Linked DNA regions of Sus scrofa: region 2 is linked to region 1. A link is a contact called in public HiChIP or PLAC-seq data. All regions are on one chromosome and are shown on one strand. Each heading gives the region's core, a stretch centred on a gene start, on an enhancer-like site or on the middle of the called end of the contact. The rest is flanking DNA. Distances are from core to core; before and after follow the strand shown.

Evidence for each region. HiChIP or PLAC-seq counts read pairs in DNA pulled down with a chosen protein or histone mark.
Region 2: an H3K27ac HiChIP or PLAC-seq map of alveolar macrophages shows a contact between it and region 1. The contact joins two enhancer-like sites. A contact is called at or near these places in 1 of 47 Hi-C or Micro-C datasets (embryonic fibroblasts) and 1 of 2 datasets of contacts at active chromatin or transcription factors (alveolar macrophages).

The regions. Positions count from the first base shown.
Region 1 is chr7:52,691,137-52,696,196 of Sscrofa11.1, reverse strand. ALPK3 (alpha-protein kinase 3) reads left to right here. Exons shown (of 14, transcript XM_021098900.1): 5 at 198-1,425. Among named protein-coding and RNA genes, the nearest start is that of ALPK3, 25 kb to the left of the region's middle. Within about 2 kb of position 3,031, at least 19 of the 83 cell types and tissues checked have an H3K27ac peak or open chromatin away from gene starts, as enhancers often do. A contact at or near this core is called in alveolar macrophages, where this site is marked.
Region 2 is chr7:52,941,373-52,946,432 of Sscrofa11.1, reverse strand. The region is part of intron 2 of ZSCAN2 (zinc finger and SCAN domain-containing protein 2); the gene reads left to right. Among named protein-coding and RNA genes, the nearest start is that of ZSCAN2, 14 kb to the left of the region's middle. Within about 2 kb of position 2,177, at least 4 of the 83 cell types and tissues checked have an H3K27ac peak or open chromatin away from gene starts, as enhancers often do. A contact at or near this core is called in alveolar macrophages, where this site is marked.

The DNA.
Region 1 (5,060 bases), core at 1,782-4,281:
TGACCTTGGGCAGCTCCCTCCCTCTCGTTAGCCTCAGTTTCCTCAGCCGTAACGGGGAGTGTTGCACGTGGTGATGTTGGAGGTAGGGTGTGGCACTCAGGGCAGGACTGGCACAGGTGGGGTAGATGCTCAGCTCAGCAAGGCCCCGGCTGCGGGGAGTGGGGCTGTCCCCTCCCATCTCATCCTCCTGCCTCCAGGTGTCGAGAAGAAGATGCTGCTATCTATCAGGCCTCTGCCCGGAATGCCAAGGGCATCGTATCCTGCTCGGGGGTCTTGGAGGTGGGCACCATGACCGAGTACAAGATCCACCAGCGCTGGTTTGCCAAGCTGAAGCGCAAGGCTGCCGCAAAGATGCGTGAGATTGAGCAGAGCTGGAAGCACGGGAAGGAGGCAGTGGAAGAGGCTGACACCCTGCGCAAGCTCAGCCCGGACCGCTTCCAGAGAAAGCGGCGGCTGAGCGGGGCTGAGGTGCCGACCCCACTGGCCCCTCCTCGGGAGGCCAAGGACGGGACCCCAGTGGCTTGGCAGGAGGGAGAGACTGAGCCTGGTCAGCACCCAGGGTTAGGTCTGATCAACAGTTTTGCTTCTGGAGAGGTGACCACCAACGGGGAGGCTGCCCCTGAGCACGGCGAGGATGGGGAGCACGGGCTGTTGACGTATATCTGTGAGGCCATGGAGCTGAGGCCTCAGAGAGCCCCCAAGAAAGAGTCTGGGGCCAAGAAGAAAAAGAAAGATGAGGAACCAAAGCAAGATCATCGGAAGCCAGAGGCAGAGAAGGCAGCTCGAAGCCACCGCTCCTCTGAAAACAAGGACAAGCCCGATTCCTGTGGTACACAGGGGGCCGTGGAGCAGGTTCAGCCCCGGCCCAGAGGCCGGGCTGCACGGGGCCCGGGGTCCTCTGGAGTAGATGGCACCAGGAAGCCAGCCTCCGCCGAGGGCACTCAAGATCAGGCCCAGAACCCCCCTGCGCCTGGCCCTTCCCCCCTCGCAGGCCCAGGCCAGGAAGTGTATTTCTCCCTGAGGGACATGTACTTGGAGAGCACCCGGGCAGTCAGGCCTCAAGGGGAGGAGGAGTCCCAGACCCCCAGTGGCAGGACACCTGGAGAGATGCCCTCAGGGAAGCAACCGGGGGAAGCGGCAGGTGAGAAGGGGCCCGCTGCCCCTGGCCAGCCCCCGACCTCGGCCCCCCAGCAGACTAGGCCCTTCAACAGGAAAAGATTTGCTCCTCCGAAGCCCAAAGGTGAGCTCGCCAGCAGCAGCAAGACTGATTCTTCCCTGAGTCAAGATCCGGATCCTGGGGCTCAGAGTCTAGGAAAGGCCCCACCTCAGGCCTCTGCGCAAGTGCCCACGCCCCCTGCCCGGCGGAGACCCAGCACCCGGGATAGCCCCCTGCAAGGGCGTGCCAGCCACCAGACTCCAGGAAGGGTGAGTGTGGGGGTTGGGTGCCTGAAGGCCTCTCGGAGAAGCTGACCTCATGGAAACTCTTGCTGCAACAGCCCGACCGCCAGTGAGCAGTGGGGTATTTATAGAAGGGGGTGGGGTGGGGTGGGGTGGGGTGCTAGCCAGGAGCAGGGGACCACAGGCTTGGCCCTCGCCCCAGGCAGTCCCCAGATGCCAGGCATATGGGCAGCACAACCTAACTGTGACCATCTCCTCTGACAGCATAGAAGTTCACTGCCAAGGGAACTGTGCCCCAGAGGGAGGTAGAGGAAGACGATGTTCTCTGGGGAGGAAGGAGGCAGGGGAGGCTAAGGAGCAGCCTAGTGTGCAGTGGGTCTTGCCCTGGATGCTTTTAGAAGGTTTTTAAAAGAGCCAGTGTCCAGGAACTTCTGGCTTAATCTAGGTTTTTATCTAAGATTTTGGAGTCGGGTATACCTATGTGCAAATCTGACTGTGAACATTGTATGATCCCGGGCAAGTTATAAAACCAAAATAATAATAATGCCTGCTTCATAGGGCTGTTGTGAGAATCCGAGTGCTTGGCACAGGGCCTGCTGTGTGTTAAAGAACGAAACAAAGGGTGAGAGGATCACGGTGTCGCTGTGGTGGGAGGCAGAGGCACATGGCTTTACCTGAGGACGGAGTGCTGTCTTTTTCTGGGGATGAGATAGCCCACTGGGGAGACAAGGGGAGGGGCGTTCACTCTTCAAAGGAAGAGGCAGATGGTGACAGCATCAGCACTTTGATGGTGGGGGAGTCGGGAAGGGGGGCAGGTGGAGAGGGGAGCGGGATCAAGAGGACTGACGGCAGGGAAATAGTTGGTCCTGTTCGGTCAGCGTTTCATATTTCAGGGGGCGGAGGACAGGCCCTGTTTCACAGAGTTTAGAGAGAAGGAATGCTTAGTGGTGGGGCAGAAAGAAGGCAGTGTTTCCTGTAAGGGGCAGAAAGAAAAGGTCTTTCAAGAGTAGGGGTGCATTGGATAAAATAGATGGGATATGCTATTCTAAGAAATTACTGATGGTCTGAAATTTAAATAGAACTGAGTATCGAGTCTTTCTCTTTGCTAAATCTAGCACATTGATTGGAGACAGCACTTGGGTGGGAACTAAGATGAAATTGTTTCTTGGGATGCGGGAAGCAGGAGCGTGGTTCCCAGGAAACAGGAGGAGCACTGCACAGCGGGGTCAAGGCAGAGAATGGAGGGCTTTGGGATGGTGGAGGGAGGCCTGTGAAGCCTGGACAGGCTGCTGTAGACCCTCCTGTGGGCAGCGGAGAAGGGATGCTTCCTGGAGTGCAGGGAGAACTTCCCTGAGGGCAGGAGGGAGAGGCCACTTTCAAGGATTATCAGGGGAAACAGTTTTGGTTCAGTGGATGCAGAGGTTTGTCTGTGGGGACTGTAGTTCAGAGGACTTTAGAGTGGGGCGAACCTCAAACCCAGCTCTCTAGACTCTGTTCCTGACCCTTTCCCCCTTCATGCCTGGTCTCAGGAGATTTCAGCAGATAGAGTGGTGAGTTCCTAGTGGCCCAGATGGGACTGCTCCTTGTACCAGACAGCCCACAGCAGGGCCTCCTGCAGAGATGGCCCTCATGGGCCCCTGGGGAGCAGATTTGGTAAGAGTCCAGGCAGGCAGCCAAGTCTGAGTGAATCTGGCTTCTCCGCCCACAAGGGTGGGGAATACCATGGCCAGAATAGCTGTATCCTTTCTAGCAAGGCCCTCCTTAGGGGAGAATGGGCTGGGGTGGTACAAGCTCAGGACGGGCTAACTGCAGAAGCCGTGCTATTCCTGCAAAGAGCTTGTATGGCTTTTCTTTTCTTTTTTTATACTCAAAAACATTGTGAAATGTATCATACATGTGAAAAATGCATTTAACATCAATGTGTATGTTGAAGCTGTTGCTTTTTAGTGGCCGAATTTGACTCATTTTTTATGTTCTTGTTCTATCAAATCTTTTTAAAAAATCTTAATCTCACTATGAAAGAAAAACATGGCCATGGTAAAAAAAAAAAGGGGTGGGGGTGGGGGTGGGGGAGAAAATTCTAAAAATTCAAAGGAAAAAGTAAAAATACACCTATAATTATACCATCCAGAGACATCTTCGTATATCTACCAGTCTTTCTGTATATGTATTTTATTATTTTTAAACTTAATTTACGTTGTTATTCTGATTCAGTTATATTCATTTTTTAAAAATGTCTTTTTTAATAGCCGCATCTGTGGCATATTGAAGTTCCTGGGCCAGGAGTTGAATCGGAGCTGCAGTTGTGGCCAGTGCCACAGCCACAGCAACACTGGATCCAAGCAGCGTCTATGGCCATGCCACAGTTTGTGGCAATGCTGGATCTTTAACCCACTGAGCAAGGCCAAGGATTGAACCCTAATCCTTATGGACACTATGTTGGGTTCTTAACCTGCTGAGTGACAACGGGAGCTCCCTGATTCAGTTTTATATCCTGCTTTCTTTACTTCTCATTATGTCATGAGCATCTTTTCATAGTTCCTAAAAATTATCTGAAAGACTTCATTTTTAGTGGTTATATAAGATGCCATAGTATGCATATTTTAGCCATTTCTTCCATTGTGTTTATGCTTTTCTTTATTCCAAGGTTAGTTAAATATAAATGTGTGTTTTTATAATCTTTGTGCTTGAATTCCTTCAACTTTTAAATTAATCTGTAGTTGATTTGGCTATATAGTATAGCATCAGTCTCTAGCTCAATTTCTGCTTAATGACTAGGTAATTTCCCCTAATCTCAACCTTTGTGGAATAGTCAAGCTTTTCCTATTAGTTTTTTTTTTTTTGTTTGTTTGTTTCTTTGTTTTCTTAGGGCCGCAGGTGCAGTTTATGGAAGTTCCCAGGCTAGGGGTCAAATCAGAGCTATAGCTGCCAGCCTACACCACAGCTGCAGCAACCCTCAGCAACACCAAATCTGACCTGCCTCTGCGACCTACACCACAGCTCCCGGCAAAATCAGATCCTTAACCCACTGAGTGAGGCCAGGGATCAAAAAACCTGCATCCTCATGGATACTAGTCGGGTTCGTTTCTGTTGAGCCACAACAGGAACTCCTCCTACTAGTTTGTGATTTATTCTTTATGTCCTTATTTTATACTCACTAAAGCCTATTTTAGTTCTCATATATACATCTATCATAATCCATTAATCTCTTCGCTGATTCTTACAACAGAATGATCTCATTTTGCTTATTGTAGCTTTAATTTCTGGCAGAGCAACTCTCTTATATTTCTTTGAAACATTTTTAAAGCTATTCTCTCTGTTTATTCCTCTAAGAAAACTTACATTTTGTAAGTCCTGAGGATGATCATCTCAATATGTGGAAACTCCCTTCCCATAATCAGGGCTGTTTGGTTTTCAGAGAATACATGAATATGAGTATTTTCTGAGAGCTGATGAAAGGAGGGGAACTTAGGGAGATACATGATCCTTGCCTTAAGGAATTATCTAATGAATCCAGGGGATTAGACTTAAACCATAAGTGCAAAGAGGCGGTGGTGAATGTTTCTGCAGTGGGTTTCTAGGGAGGGAGAGGTTTGTGGTCATGAGGGAAATCATTTGGGAAGAGGCCAGACTAGTTGGCAGCATGTACATGATTTATTACT
Region 2 (5,060 bases), core at 928-3,427, 250 kb before region 1:
AGTCACACATGTATATACATTCTTTTTCTCACATTATCCTCCATCATGTTCTATCATAAGTGACTAGACAGCACAGGGAAATATATCTAGGACTTCTTAATTTTAAATAAGAAATCTTCAAAGCTAAATCGAACTCAAGGAAACAGGGGAAAAAAGTGTTTTATATAAAAAAGATACTGTGAACAAAGTTCAAAGATACTGTACAGTCTGGGAGGAAGTATTGCAGTGTAGCAGAAGAGTCAAAATCCTGATCTATAGGATTTCTCGTCGTGGCGCAGTGGTTAACGAATCCGACTAGGAACCAAGAGGATGTGGATTCGATCCCTGGCCTTGCTCAGTGGGTTAAGGATCTGGCGTTGCCGTGAGCTGTGGTATAGGTTGCAGATGCGGCTCGGATCCCGCGTTGCCCTGGCTCTGGCGTAGGCCGGTGGCTACAGCTGGGATTAGACCCCTAGCCTGGGAACCTCCATATGCCGCGGAAGGGGCCCCAGAAAAGGCAAAAAGACAAAAAAAAAAAAAAAAAAAATCCTGTGGCAAACAAAAATGTAAACAATCTGTTGACAATCTGTTTATACTTTCTAAAACCTGAAGTTAATCTCAGTCAAGTATAGATGGCTCTTTCTATGAGTAAGTGGATAATTAAGTCTTCTACCCAAAAGGAACAAGCTTGTTAATTGAGCTTACAGTGGAGCATGTGAATGAATAAAGTAGATTGGTATCATATAGACAATTGCACAATCAGTTAGAACAGCATTCCCATCTTCACCCAGTGTTACCTTCTGAGAAGAGCTGTCTTTGTAGACTCTGACGGCACCCCTGCTTGCTCGCTCTTCACCCTATTTTACTTCCTTCACAATACTTACACTGTCTGAAAATAACAATCTGAATAAAGAGTATATATTATGTATACTTATAATATATGTATACACATAAGATGAGTATATGTCATCATCTTTTAAACTATACTGCACAGTGCAAAACCCTTGGCTCAAAGTCTCTGTGTAGGAGTTCCCCTGTGGCTCAATGGTAACGAACCAGACTAGTATCCATGAGGACGCGGGTTCGATCCCTGGCTTCGTTCAGTGGGTTCAGGATCCGGCGTTTCTATGAGCTATGGTGTAGGTTGCAGTCGGAGCTCAGATCCCGCATTACTGTGGCTGTGGTGTATGCTGGTAGCTGTAGCTCTGATTTGACCCCTAGCCTGGGAACTTCCATGTGCTGTGGGTACGGCCCTTAAAAAAAGTTTAAAAAAAAATTGAAGTCTCTGTGTAGATAAGGGAACTTTTTCCCTGCCACAGAGTCTTGGAGGTGATCAAGACATTTAGAAAATGAGACCCCTTCTTTCTCTATTTCCTTAATGCCTGACTCATCTCTGAGTTTCCTCTACCAGAGATCTGAGCCTTCTTACCACTTGCACAAGCTGGCTTCCTCAGAAGCCTGTCTCCCTGCATTCAGTGACAAAATATACTTATCTTGATGTAGCAAACACTATTTCTACAGATGAAGTTCTTTTTTTTTTTTTTTTTTTTGGCACACCCTCAGTATGTAGTAGTTCCCAGGCCAGGGATCAAACCCGTGCCACAGCATTGACAACACTGGGTCCTTAACCCACTGAGCCACCAGGGAACTCCTGGTGAAGTTCCTTTCTAAAGAAAATTCCCAGTTCCTACCTTCTTATCCTATCTCTACTCATTGCATACTGATGAAGATATTCCTCTTGTATCTGGCCACACCAGCTTCTGAGTTTTCACTTTCTTAATTGACTACCCACCAAAAAAAGGAGGGAGGAGTTCCCATCGTGGCGCAGTGGTTAACGAATCCGACTAGGAAACATGAGATTGCGGGTTCGGTCCCTGCCCTTGCTCAGTGGGTTAACGATCTGGCGTTGCTGTGAGCTGTAGTGTAGGTTGCAGACGCGGCTTGGATCCAGTGTTGCTGTGGCTCTGGCGTAGGCCGGTGGCTACAGCTCCGATTCAACCCCTAGCCTGGGACCCTCCATATGCCGTGGGAGTGGCCCAAGAAATAGCAAAAAAAAAAAAAAAAAAAAAAAAAAAAAAAACCCAAAACAAAACAAAAAAAAACAAAAAAGGAGGAAATTGGCTGCGGTTGAGTGTACTCTGTACTCTTGATTTCACCAGTGTCAGCCTTTCTTGAGGAGGAGCTTGGAAGGGGCCAGGCTTCTTCATCCTTCCCCATTCAGTGACTTCTTTTGGAGGTCGTTGTTAAGGGAGAAAGCCTGATGGGTACTCTTTCCTGTCCTTTAGAATGGCTCCTGTGCCTCTGTGTTGTCAGAGGTCAACCTTAAAAGAACTTTCGGCCTCCATTTGGTCTTTGGAGTGTAAGTCTTGGCATCTTTGTCTACATAAAGGAGGATAGGACTGGTCCTTAAGCAGCAGACAGTGAGGGCATTATTGGGTCTGGATTCTGCCCAGAGGGGCCTCTGCAATGAGATAATAGAAGATAGTCACACAAATTATGACGTATCACATTTAAAGGCCCCCAAATGACAGAAATTCTCTTTGTTTTTTGTCTTTTTAGGGCCACACCCACGGCATATGGAAGTTCGAAGGCTAGGGGTCAAATCAGAGCTACAGCTGCCGGCCTACGCCACAGCCACAGCAACGCCAGATCGGAGCCACATCTGTGACCTACACCACAGCTCACAGCAACGCCGGATCCTTAACCCACTGAGTAAGGCCAGAGATCAAACCCACATCCTCATAGATACTAGTTGGGTTCATTACTGCTGAGCCACAGTGGGAGTGCCTCTATTGTATTTTTGTCTAATAGTTCAATACTGATTTTTTTCCCTTTAAAACTTTTGATCTCTTTGAGCTTTGTCCTAGTAGGGGTCCACCTGAAATTTTCTAGGTCTAGCATCATTTATGGAATGTGGTGTCTTTTTTCCATGGATATGAGAGGCCACCCTTATCACACATTAACATTAAATTCCCATGGTCATATAGATTATTTGTTCTGTTCCACCGATCTGTCTATTCATGTGCCACTTGTATTAAATTTGGAATTCACATGTATAACATTCTGAGTTCGCCTGTGTATTGAGTCTGGAGTTTTGGTTTTGTTTCATTGGTCTGATTATCTATTAATGTTTTACTGATTGAGATTTTACAATTTGCTTTAACATCGGACAGAAGTAGTTGCCTGCCTCCCTACTCCCCTAGTTCCATCAGTAATCTTATCTACACTAATGTTTATCTTATACCATTTAAGACTCCTATACTTCAGTTATATGAGTATAACTTGCCAATTTTGTTTTTTATTTAAAAATGTTTTCTTTTTATGGCCACATCCATGGCATATGGATGTTCTCAGGCTAGGGGTCGAATCAGAGCTGCCCCTGCAGGCCTCCGCCACAGGCACAGCCACACTGGATCCAAGCCACATCTTTGACCTACACCACAGCTCATGGCAATGCTGGGTCCTTAACCCACTAAGCCACGACAGGAACTGCCAATTTTGAATGGCAGTTCTTTGAATTCCCAGGTATACAGATGAGACAGTCAACAAATATATCCTACATCCCACCTTCTTTCCTGCAACCCCAATCTCGGTTAGGATGTCATTTCTACATCGCTGTAGAAATTCTACATCTACATTCTTATATCACCCTAATCGCTACAGTTGTTCTATTTTTTATTTTTTATTGAAGTATAGTTGATTTACCATGTCATGTTAGTTTCAGGTGGGCAAGTAGTGATTCAGCTTTTTATATATAAATATGTATTCTTTAAATATGTATCCTTTTTCAGATTCTTTTCCCTTATATGTTCATCACAGCGGTTCTAGACGTTCTAAAGTTGAATTTATCAAGTGTTCAGCTCCAGTCCTTTTGCTCTAGAATTTGCCTTATCTCGTAGTTGACTGAAATTCCTCTCCTAATAGTTTTCTCAGGAAGGACCATAGGAACAATATTCTGCAAATTTGTGTATCTTCAAAGCTCTTGGCCTGTAAACTTTATACTTGAAGGACAGCTTTGCTGAACATAAAACCCTTGGCATGCTTATTCTCTTCTTGCATGTCTGGTAGCTCCTGCTGCACTCTCTGTGGGTGTTGAATGTTACTGGAGAGAAATCTGAAACCATTTGCTTCTCCTCCCTCATATAAGTGATGCCAGCTTTTTGCTTTGTACCTTCTCATTATTAACCACCCTGGGTTAGTATTCCTTGGCACACAGTGTACCTTTCTGTGTACAGTGTCTATTTTGTATTTCAAGGATTTGTTCTACTCCTTTGGTTTAGTGTCCTTTTTTGACAACTCTAGTTGTATATGTATTGATTCTCCTTTTGTCTCACTTTGATTTCTGTCATTCCCTCTGTCTCTCTGTCTTTTTTCCTTTTTTTTTTTTTTTTTTTTTTTTTTTTTTTTGGCTGTGCCTACAGCACGTGGAAGTTCCTAGGCCAGGGATTGAATCCTCGCCACAGCAGTGACAACGCTGGATTCTTAAGCTGCTGTGCCACAAGGAAACTCCTCTATCATCCTCTTTAGTCCTTCATTCTTTTTTTTTTTCCACTTTTTTTTTTTCTTTTTATGGCTGCACCTGTGGCATATGGAGTTTCCCAGGCTAGGGGTCGAATCAGAGCCAGAGCTGCTGGCCTATGCCACAGCCACAGCAACACCAGATCCGAGCCACATCTGCAACCTGCACCACAGCTCGCAGCAGCACCGGATCCTTAACCCACTGAGTAAGGCCAGGGATCAAACCCACATCCTCATTGATGCTAGCTGGGTTCATTACTACTGAGCCACAATGGAAAATCCATAGTCCATCTTTGTTTCCATCTCCCGTCATTGCTTTTCTCGCGTTCTCCTTTCCTCTTCCTGTGTTTCCAAGGCGCCTGTTTTCGTTTGTGTTCCTCCCCATCTTGTCCTCGTTTCTCTGGATTTGTTCCCTTCTTCCCAGCTCGAATTTCCTCTCTTTCTATTGTCTCTTCATCAACTACTTTGGGTCTTCCCTCATAGAAGTGGTTGCTTCACTTAACATTTTGTAGGGATGAAAAGTGGTCACAGTTCTCAATAGCAGTACTTCCCATTATTCGTGT